Linked DNA regions of Mus musculus: region 1 is linked to region 2. Evidence: chromatin contacts called from public Hi-C data. All regions are on one chromosome and are shown on one strand. The core of a region is the stretch at or near the end of the contact, and the rest is flanking DNA. Distances in the headings are between cores, read along the strand shown.

Evidence for each region. A called contact is a pair of places that touch in the nucleus more often than the background predicts.
Region 1: a Hi-C map of Sertoli cells shows a contact between it and region 2, with 2.2 times the contacts expected there. The contact joins two enhancer-like sites. A contact is called at or near these places in 1 of 39 promoter capture datasets (embryonic stem cells), 16 of 484 Hi-C or Micro-C datasets (Sertoli cells, embryonic stem cells, gonadal supporting cells and 1 more), 1 of 115 datasets of contacts at active chromatin or transcription factors (embryonic basal ganglia) and 1 of 9 other capture datasets (embryonic tail).

What each region holds. Positions count from the first base shown.
Region 1 is chr5:132,632,082-132,635,988 of GRCm38.p6, reverse strand. No RefSeq gene overlaps it. Among named protein-coding and RNA genes, the nearest start is that of Auts2, 91 kb to the right of the region's middle. Within about 2 kb of position 2,373, at least 12 of the 459 cell types and tissues checked have an H3K27ac peak or open chromatin away from gene starts, as enhancers often do. A contact at or near this core is called in Sertoli cells, where this site is marked.
Region 2 is chr5:132,227,734-132,231,471 of GRCm38.p6, reverse strand. The region is part of intron 2 of Auts2 (autism susceptibility candidate 2); the gene reads left to right. Among named protein-coding and RNA genes, the nearest start is that of Auts2, 310 kb to the left of the region's middle. RefSeq lists an enhancer at 1,112-2,320. Within about 2 kb of position 1,566, at least 76 of the 459 cell types and tissues checked have an H3K27ac peak or open chromatin away from gene starts, as enhancers often do. A contact at or near this core is called in Sertoli cells, where this site is marked.

The DNA.
Region 1 (3,907 bases), core at 1,124-3,623, 400 kb before region 2:
TTTGTGTGTCAAGTTGAAAAAGCTTGGAGAATTCTATTAACTTTTATTGTCAACTTAACAAAGCACAAATTCATCTGGGAAGAGGGAACTTCAACTGAAGAATGCCTAGGTCAGGTTGTTCTGTGGCCATGTCTGTAAGAGATTGTCTTCAGTAATGACTGATATGTCAGGGTCTGGCCTACTATAGGAGGCACTATCCCTAGGCAAGTGGTCCTTGTATGTGCAGGAAAAAAAATAGCTAAAATGAGCCAAGGAGTGTCTCCCCACAGGTCCTGCCTTATACTCAATGATGGATTGTGACCTGGAAATGTAAGATGAAAGAAAAGCTCTCCTCCCCAAGTTCCTTCAGGTTGTGGTGTGATCACTGTGACAGAAAGCAAAGTAAGACACTCAGTACTACAATAACCAAATGACCAATGCCCCACCCCCTTTTGTCCCCTCATTTTGCATGACACTCAATAAGCATTCTGAAATATTTTAACTTTTCTAAGTATACCCCAATACAATGATTTTTTAAAGATTTAATATATGTGTGTGTGTATACATATATATGTATATGCATATGTATATGAATATGTACACACACACACACACACACACACACACACTGCAGCCATCTTCAGACACACCAAAAGAGGGCATCAGATCCCATTACAGATGGTTGTGAGCCACCATGTGGTTGCTGGGATTTGAACTCAGAACCTCTAGAAGAGCAGTCAGTGCTCTTAACAGCTGAGCCATCTCTCCAGTCCCAATACAATGATTTTAAATTGGGGCAATTTCATCCCTTCCCACTGTGATAAATACAGAAACTTTGAAGACTTTTTTTTTTTTTTGTCCCAAGTATCATCTAGAGGCAGAGGATTCTGCCAGACACTGCCGTAGACAGAACATTACCCACTCTTCCCAAAATGAACAATCCAACCCAAAACACTAATAGTGTTATTTTTAAAGAAAACTTCCCTTGGTAAATTACAACAATTGTCCCATATATTTACTCATTTGTAGCAGTTAATATTGTCAGATTGACAGAACTACTTAGGTTAACTCAATCTGGGACCCCAGCCATATTTAAGTAGGGTTTCCCTTCTCAGTTATTACTCAGTGTAAACACCCCCATAGACACGCTCAAAGAGGTACCTCACCAATGCCTTAGGTACACATTTTGCACATGTGTGAATTTCTGTGTATGTGTGTGTGTGTGTGTGTGCGCGCGCGCGCACGCGCCAGAGGGCAACATCAGGAATCATTCCTCAGGAGCCATCTGTCTTAGGGTTTCATTGCTGTGAAGAGACACCATGACCAAGATAACTCTTATAAAGGCAAACATTTGCTTGGGACTGGCTTACAGTTTCAGAGGTTCTGTCCATTATCATCATGGTAGGAAGCATGGCAGCATGCAGGCATACTTGGTGCTGGAAAAGGAGCTGAGAATTCTACATCTTGGTCCAGAGGCAGCCAGAAAGAGACTGTCCCACACTGGGGTGGAGCCTGAGCATAGGAGACCTCAAAGCCCACATTTCCTCCAACAAGGTCACACCTCCTCCAATAATGCCACACCTCCTAATAGTGTAACTCCCCATGGCCAAGTGCTCAGACACACGAATCTATGAGGGCCAAACCTATTCAGACCACCACACCATCCATTTTGTTTATTGAGATAGGGTCTCTCACTTGTCACATAAACTAGGTTGGCTGGCCAGAGAGCTCCAGGGGAACCCGTGCCTCTCATTCCTTATAATCTTGTAGATTTATAAGCACATGCCGTCACACCCTAATTTTTTTGTGGGTCTCAAAGATCAAACTCAGGTCCTCACACTTGTGAGGCAGGCACTTTACAGACTGAGCCATTGCGTACCATGGAACACACACCAATATCAGAGAGCAGCTTGCAGGAATTGGCTCTCCTTTCTGTCACGTGGGTCCCAGTGATCAGGGATCGAACTCAGATCTTCAGACTTGGCAGCAGGTGTCTTAAATCTGCTGAGCTATCTCACCAAGCCCTCACTAGATACTCCTTAATCCAATCAAGTTAACAGTCAGAATTAAGCATCTCCAACTGTTTGCTGCATTCCTTACCTTCAGCTGTTGCTAGATAGTGAGTTCCTGGAGAGTAAAGTCTGCAAGGCCACACAGTAACAAGAGTGGAAATATTTATGGAATGCCAAGAAATGGACCGGAAATTAGGAAAAGGTGATTGCCAAGGACATTTATTTATCAACGTTGGCTCTCCCACTGAAATGGTGCCTGGAACAGGGCCCAATCCCTGGGACAAAAGAAGAAACTCTTGGCTCCAACTTGCTGTCTGGGTTTCCCTGCCAATCAAAGTTGTCATGGAAAGGAACAGCCTCTGCTATTATGTTGAGCACAATGAGACTGTTTAGAGGAGAGCCTTACCTTCAGGAAATTCCAATGAGCCTGTTTTATTGTTACCTCCTTACAGTAACGACTCCCATGGGGTTAAACCAGGTGTAAAATAATTACTAAAACATCCCTGCCACAGAGAAGACTTACAGAAGTAAGGCTCCTGCTTCAGTCGGGGAGGGTAGGGCTTGCTCATGGAAACAGAGTGTGGTATGGAAGATATACAGAGGAGAGGGGCAATCACAGCATGAGAGGGGGAGGGAGAAGCAGGAGGAAGAGCCCAGACCTTTCATCCCAGTTACATACCACACCACTTCCTGCCTCTGCAGCTTGGTTGATCTTTGCCCCCAACACACACACACACACACACACACACACACACACACACACGAGCCTACCACCACCACCACCACCACCACCACCACCACGGGGCACACACACACACACCAAAACAATTCAGGCAGAGAAAGGTAATGACCATTATGAGCCAACTTTTGCTGAAGTCCTATGGGAAACAAAATGAGGATGAGATTCACCAAGGGGTGTTTTCCAGGACTGGAGCAATGGCTCAGTGGCACTTACTGCACTATCTGAGGATCTGAGCTTGGTTCCTTCACTTACCTTGGGTGGCTCCCAACTCCCTGTAACCAGACCCTGGTTTCCATGGGCACCTACATCCACAGGCACTGTGGTGGTTTGAATACGAATCCCCACCTTCACCCAATAGCTCATGTATTTGAATGCTTTGTCCCTAGTTGATGGAATTATTTGGGGAAGATTTACAGTTGCCCTCAATCTTCTCAGTACTGGGTCCCTTTAATACAGTTCCTCGTGTTGTGGTGACCCTACAGCCATAAAATTATTTTCCTTGCTATTCATAACTGTAATTTTGCTACTGCTATGAATCACAATGTAAATATGTGTTTTCTGATGGTCTTATCATTCGACCCCTCAAAGAGGTCATGGCCCACAGATTGAGAACCACTAGGTTAAGCAATGTGATCTTGTTGGAAAAGTTATGTCACTGGAGGTCAGCCTTGAAGTTTCAAACTTCAAAGCCATCCCCAGTTCACTCCCCCTCTCCCTCTCCCTCCCCCTCTCCCTCCCCCTCCTCCTCCCCTCCCCCTCCCCCTCCCCCTCCCCTCCCTCTCCCCCTCCCCATCCCCATCCCCCTCCCCCTCCCCCTCCCCCTCTCCCTTCCCCCCAACCTTTATGTTGAGCCTGTGGATTGGATGTAAGCTCATACCTATTTTTCCAGCATGAAGCCTGTCTGCCTTCCTGCCATGATTGTCACAGACTCTAACCCTCTGTAACTCTGAACTTCACATTAAGTGCTTTCTTGTATACATTGCCTTGGTCATGATGTTTTGTCATAGCAATAGAACAGGAACTAAGACATGCACATATCCATACAAACACACAAGTTCATGCATACACACACAAAAAAAGACAAAATAATATTTTCAGTATCTTCTTCCTTTGCTCTTTGTTCTCCAAATGTCACATCAAGAGGAATCAAGAGTCTGTAGCCCGAGTATCACCA
Region 2 (3,738 bases), core at 317-2,816:
AACACTTTGTGTGCCTTGCGAGTGGCTTCTCCGTCAACCATGTAGCAGGGGCTTGGGTTGCCCGCTGTACAGACTGCAGTCTCTTGTGCTTCAGAGTGAGGGAATTAGAATTAGAAAATGTAAGTCGAGCCTTCCTAGGCTGTGATAATGGCTTCAGATTATTGCTTTTCAGTGTTCTCTTGAGATGTTTTATTTCCCCCGTAAGTCCCCGAATCTACAGTGTCCATTAAAGGAAAATTATACCAAATTCTAAAATGTAAGTTTTTAAAGCAGCGGTCACCTTGTTTGACTTGTGCTTATTTTTGGATGAGCATAGGAACTTTGGACAGAGTGGGAATATTTGAGCATGGCGCTAGGGGTGCTGTTAGTGTTAACAGGCTGTGTACTCACCAAGTGAACATAGGTTTCCAAGTTCCTTTGGGTTATTTATGCATTTTGGTTCAGTCTAAAGGTTATTTAAAATTTTTGTACTTTAAATGCAAAATTTTATATAGTAGTACTTCTCTAGAATATTATGCATAGTTGTTGACGTAATGGCTTGGGTAGGCACAGATAGCTGGTATGTGAAGAATAAATTACCACATCAAAGCCTGTGTGCTTTAGAGGGAGGAGTGAGTACATTGGTAGGTATAGAAGATTACCTTTATTACACGGAAAATTTCAGTGTTTATATAAACTTTTGTGGGTTTAGCATATTTGTAGACATAAAGTGAGCCTTGGAGCCTTCAAACATGACCTTTTCATTTAGTAGCTGAGTGTCTTTGGCTTGGTTTTTCTTTTTCTTTTAATTCTTTTCCTGGATTTTTGAATCACCTGAATTAATACCTTGCCTTTATTGTCTTTATGTATTCACGTAAACTGAAAACCCCAAACTGAGTGGGTTGTTGTTATTGTTTGTTTGTTTTAAGTTTTTAAGTATGTTTTGTTTTGTTTTGTTTTAAAGTTTTGTTGTGTATGCTTAGCTGGCCTGCCACTCCCATCTACAATGCTGTTAACTCTCCACAGTCCTGCGTTAGCCTTTGGAATTGGTGCTGGAGACATGAGCATGAGCCCACTCCAGGCTTCAGGTTTCTGTTTGGTCACCAAAGCTTTTCTGTGTCTAGAAGACGAAGGTGAATTACTGTTTCTGTCCTGAAGTGAACCTCACACAGCCTTGTTGATGTTAGTGGGAATGCTAATATCTTTTCTAAAGTTCTTCTGGAGTGTTCCTCTGGCTCTATACTAAAAGGACTGTAATCTTTAGAAATTGAGTTCCTGCAGGGAGGCTGACAGCTCAGCAGATGGTGGGAGATTTTAGGGTGTTGTGTTTGTTATCGCTCATGTAGAGCCGACACAGACTCCAAACCCGAGTCTGTATTTCTCTTGGAGCAGACATTAACCTCTTTTTCCAGGCCGAGACAGTGAAGTGTATCAGTTTTGGTAGCCTGGGTTATAAGAAACCTAAATTAGTTTGAAGTGGAATTATCCTGTTGAAAGGGCAGTTGAAAGCCCTTGACACTGGACAGAGGATTGTCTAGTGTCTAATCTTGGCTCAGAACGCAGCAGACATAATGAGAGTCATTATGAACTGGTGATCTCTCACCCCTCCCCTCAGCAGACCGCATTAGACTTGCAAAAACAGAGAGCACTGTGTGTGCTTGGCCCTGTGCCTGCCCTGTGCCAGAGGAAGAAAGTCTACCTTGTTTGTGCTCCAACCAGATACCGATGTATCCTGTTACTGCTAGGCTGGGTTCTGAGTTCCTCTGTTCAAGCTCGTCTTGACAGATGCTGTCATGGCTGACCCTTAGCAAGACAAATGCAGCCACTTTGCAGGAGTTGGCTTCTACCCAGCTGTGCTTGCCAGTGTCCTGAAAGGACGTTCCTGTGTATTTACCTGTGGTCTATTACCCTCCATCACGATCTGAGCTACCTTCAGAATCTTGGCTGTATCTGAAAGCAATGTGTAGTTGTTTGTTCAAATAAATGCAGTCCCTGAACTTGACTTCCTGATCTTTCAATAACAGCTGTTGCTTAAATACATCCTGAGAATCTCCGGGAAGGTCTCCTGCTACAGAATCAGAACTTTGATAGCTGTGTATCATGGACTCTGGAAGCACCACAAAAAGAGACTCTCCACAGATGAATGTTGGGGGGTTTGCTCTGAATGTTAATCTTTGCCTAGGAGGAATGACAGTTTTGTTGTGTTGCAGCGGGTTGGGATGAAAGAAGACAAGTGGCTGGAAATGAGTGGGGTGAACTATGGTGAGAGCTTGCTTCTGAAGGGTGCTGGCAAAGAGGCTTCATTATGGTATTGAAAAACAGATGGGGGCTTCTTGAAGTCTGTGTAAGAGTGAGTGAGTATGGGTCTCCCTCTCCCTCTCCCTCTCCCTCTTCCTCTCCCTCTCCCTCCCCCCTCCCCTCCCCCTCCCTCTCCCCTCCCCTCCCCCCTCTCCCTCCCCCTGCCCCTCCCCCTCTCCCTCCCCCTCTCTCTGTGTGCTATGTGTGTTTAAAAATCATTCTGGCAGTTGTCTGGGGAAGGAATGGACACACACACACAAACACACACACATGCACACACACAGAGAGGTAGGGAGGGAGGGAGAGAGAGGGGGGGTGAGTGGTGCATTATTTTTTTCCTATCAAGCTCTTAGTAAGAGGCTGGTTTAGTAGAGAAAATAAAGTGGATAGGAAAAGATTTAGATATGTGGGTGTCTGTCAATAGAATTTAGCCAACACTTGTAAATTTAAAAGGTGCAAGAAGAAATAAATCAAAGTTAAGGAAAATGGGTATGTAGTTTTCATCTGAGATACAAGAAAGTACCTGTTGAAGAAGCACACATGGCTTTGTAGCTACATCATGACTCCATCAGTCTGGTGAACACGAGTTTAGAGTATCTTGCACTTGAGGTGTGAGTCAGTTGGTAAGGGCAAGTTTACATACATGAAATCTAACTTTGACTTTTAAGACATTGTACACTGTGTATGGGGATGTAAAGTGGTATTCCTAACACTTGGAATACGGAGGTTAGAAGTTCAAGGCTGTTTTTAGTTGTGTAATACATTCCAGGCCACCCTGTGCTACCTTGATGTACTTAGTAGAATACCACAATATAATGTAGATATTGATGAATATATTCAAGTATAGTTATTTTAACCCAGAGTTCAGACTTGAGATGTAGGTTTGTAGGATAATAATTTTATTCTCAATAACCTTAGTTCTATTTCATCATTAAAGTTATGAAATTATCATTTGTTTTTGCTAGCCTGTATCAATGTTGATACAGACAAGGCTCATATTAGAGATCAGATACTGTTTATTGAGAATGCATTGATTGTGTGTAGCTCAAACATCCATTTCCCTATCTGAGTTCATGCCATGTGAATTGTGGGGCAATTGGTTCTGTATATTCACCATTGTTGAAGCAGCCCACAGGACTACAGGTTAGACATTGTTGTCCTGTCCTTGTTCAGAGCCTTTTGGAAAGATCTTGACGTGGATGTCTCCTTTCATGCAGTGCTGAAGTCTTTAGTGCATATTTCTTAAGTGGAATCAACAGCTTAAACTTTATAGAAAGAAGCTACCATAGCTCGCTGTCTAAAACCTTGCATCTGTACTTTCAACTTCGGCACACTGTGGGTAGCCAGCCTGCTTTTCCTGTCTGATGTGCTGTATCTCTTATATTTATACTTCATCAGTACCCAGAGGTCTTTAATTTTTTTATCTGTTTGTAAATTTGTTTACCTATGGCATTTCTGGTC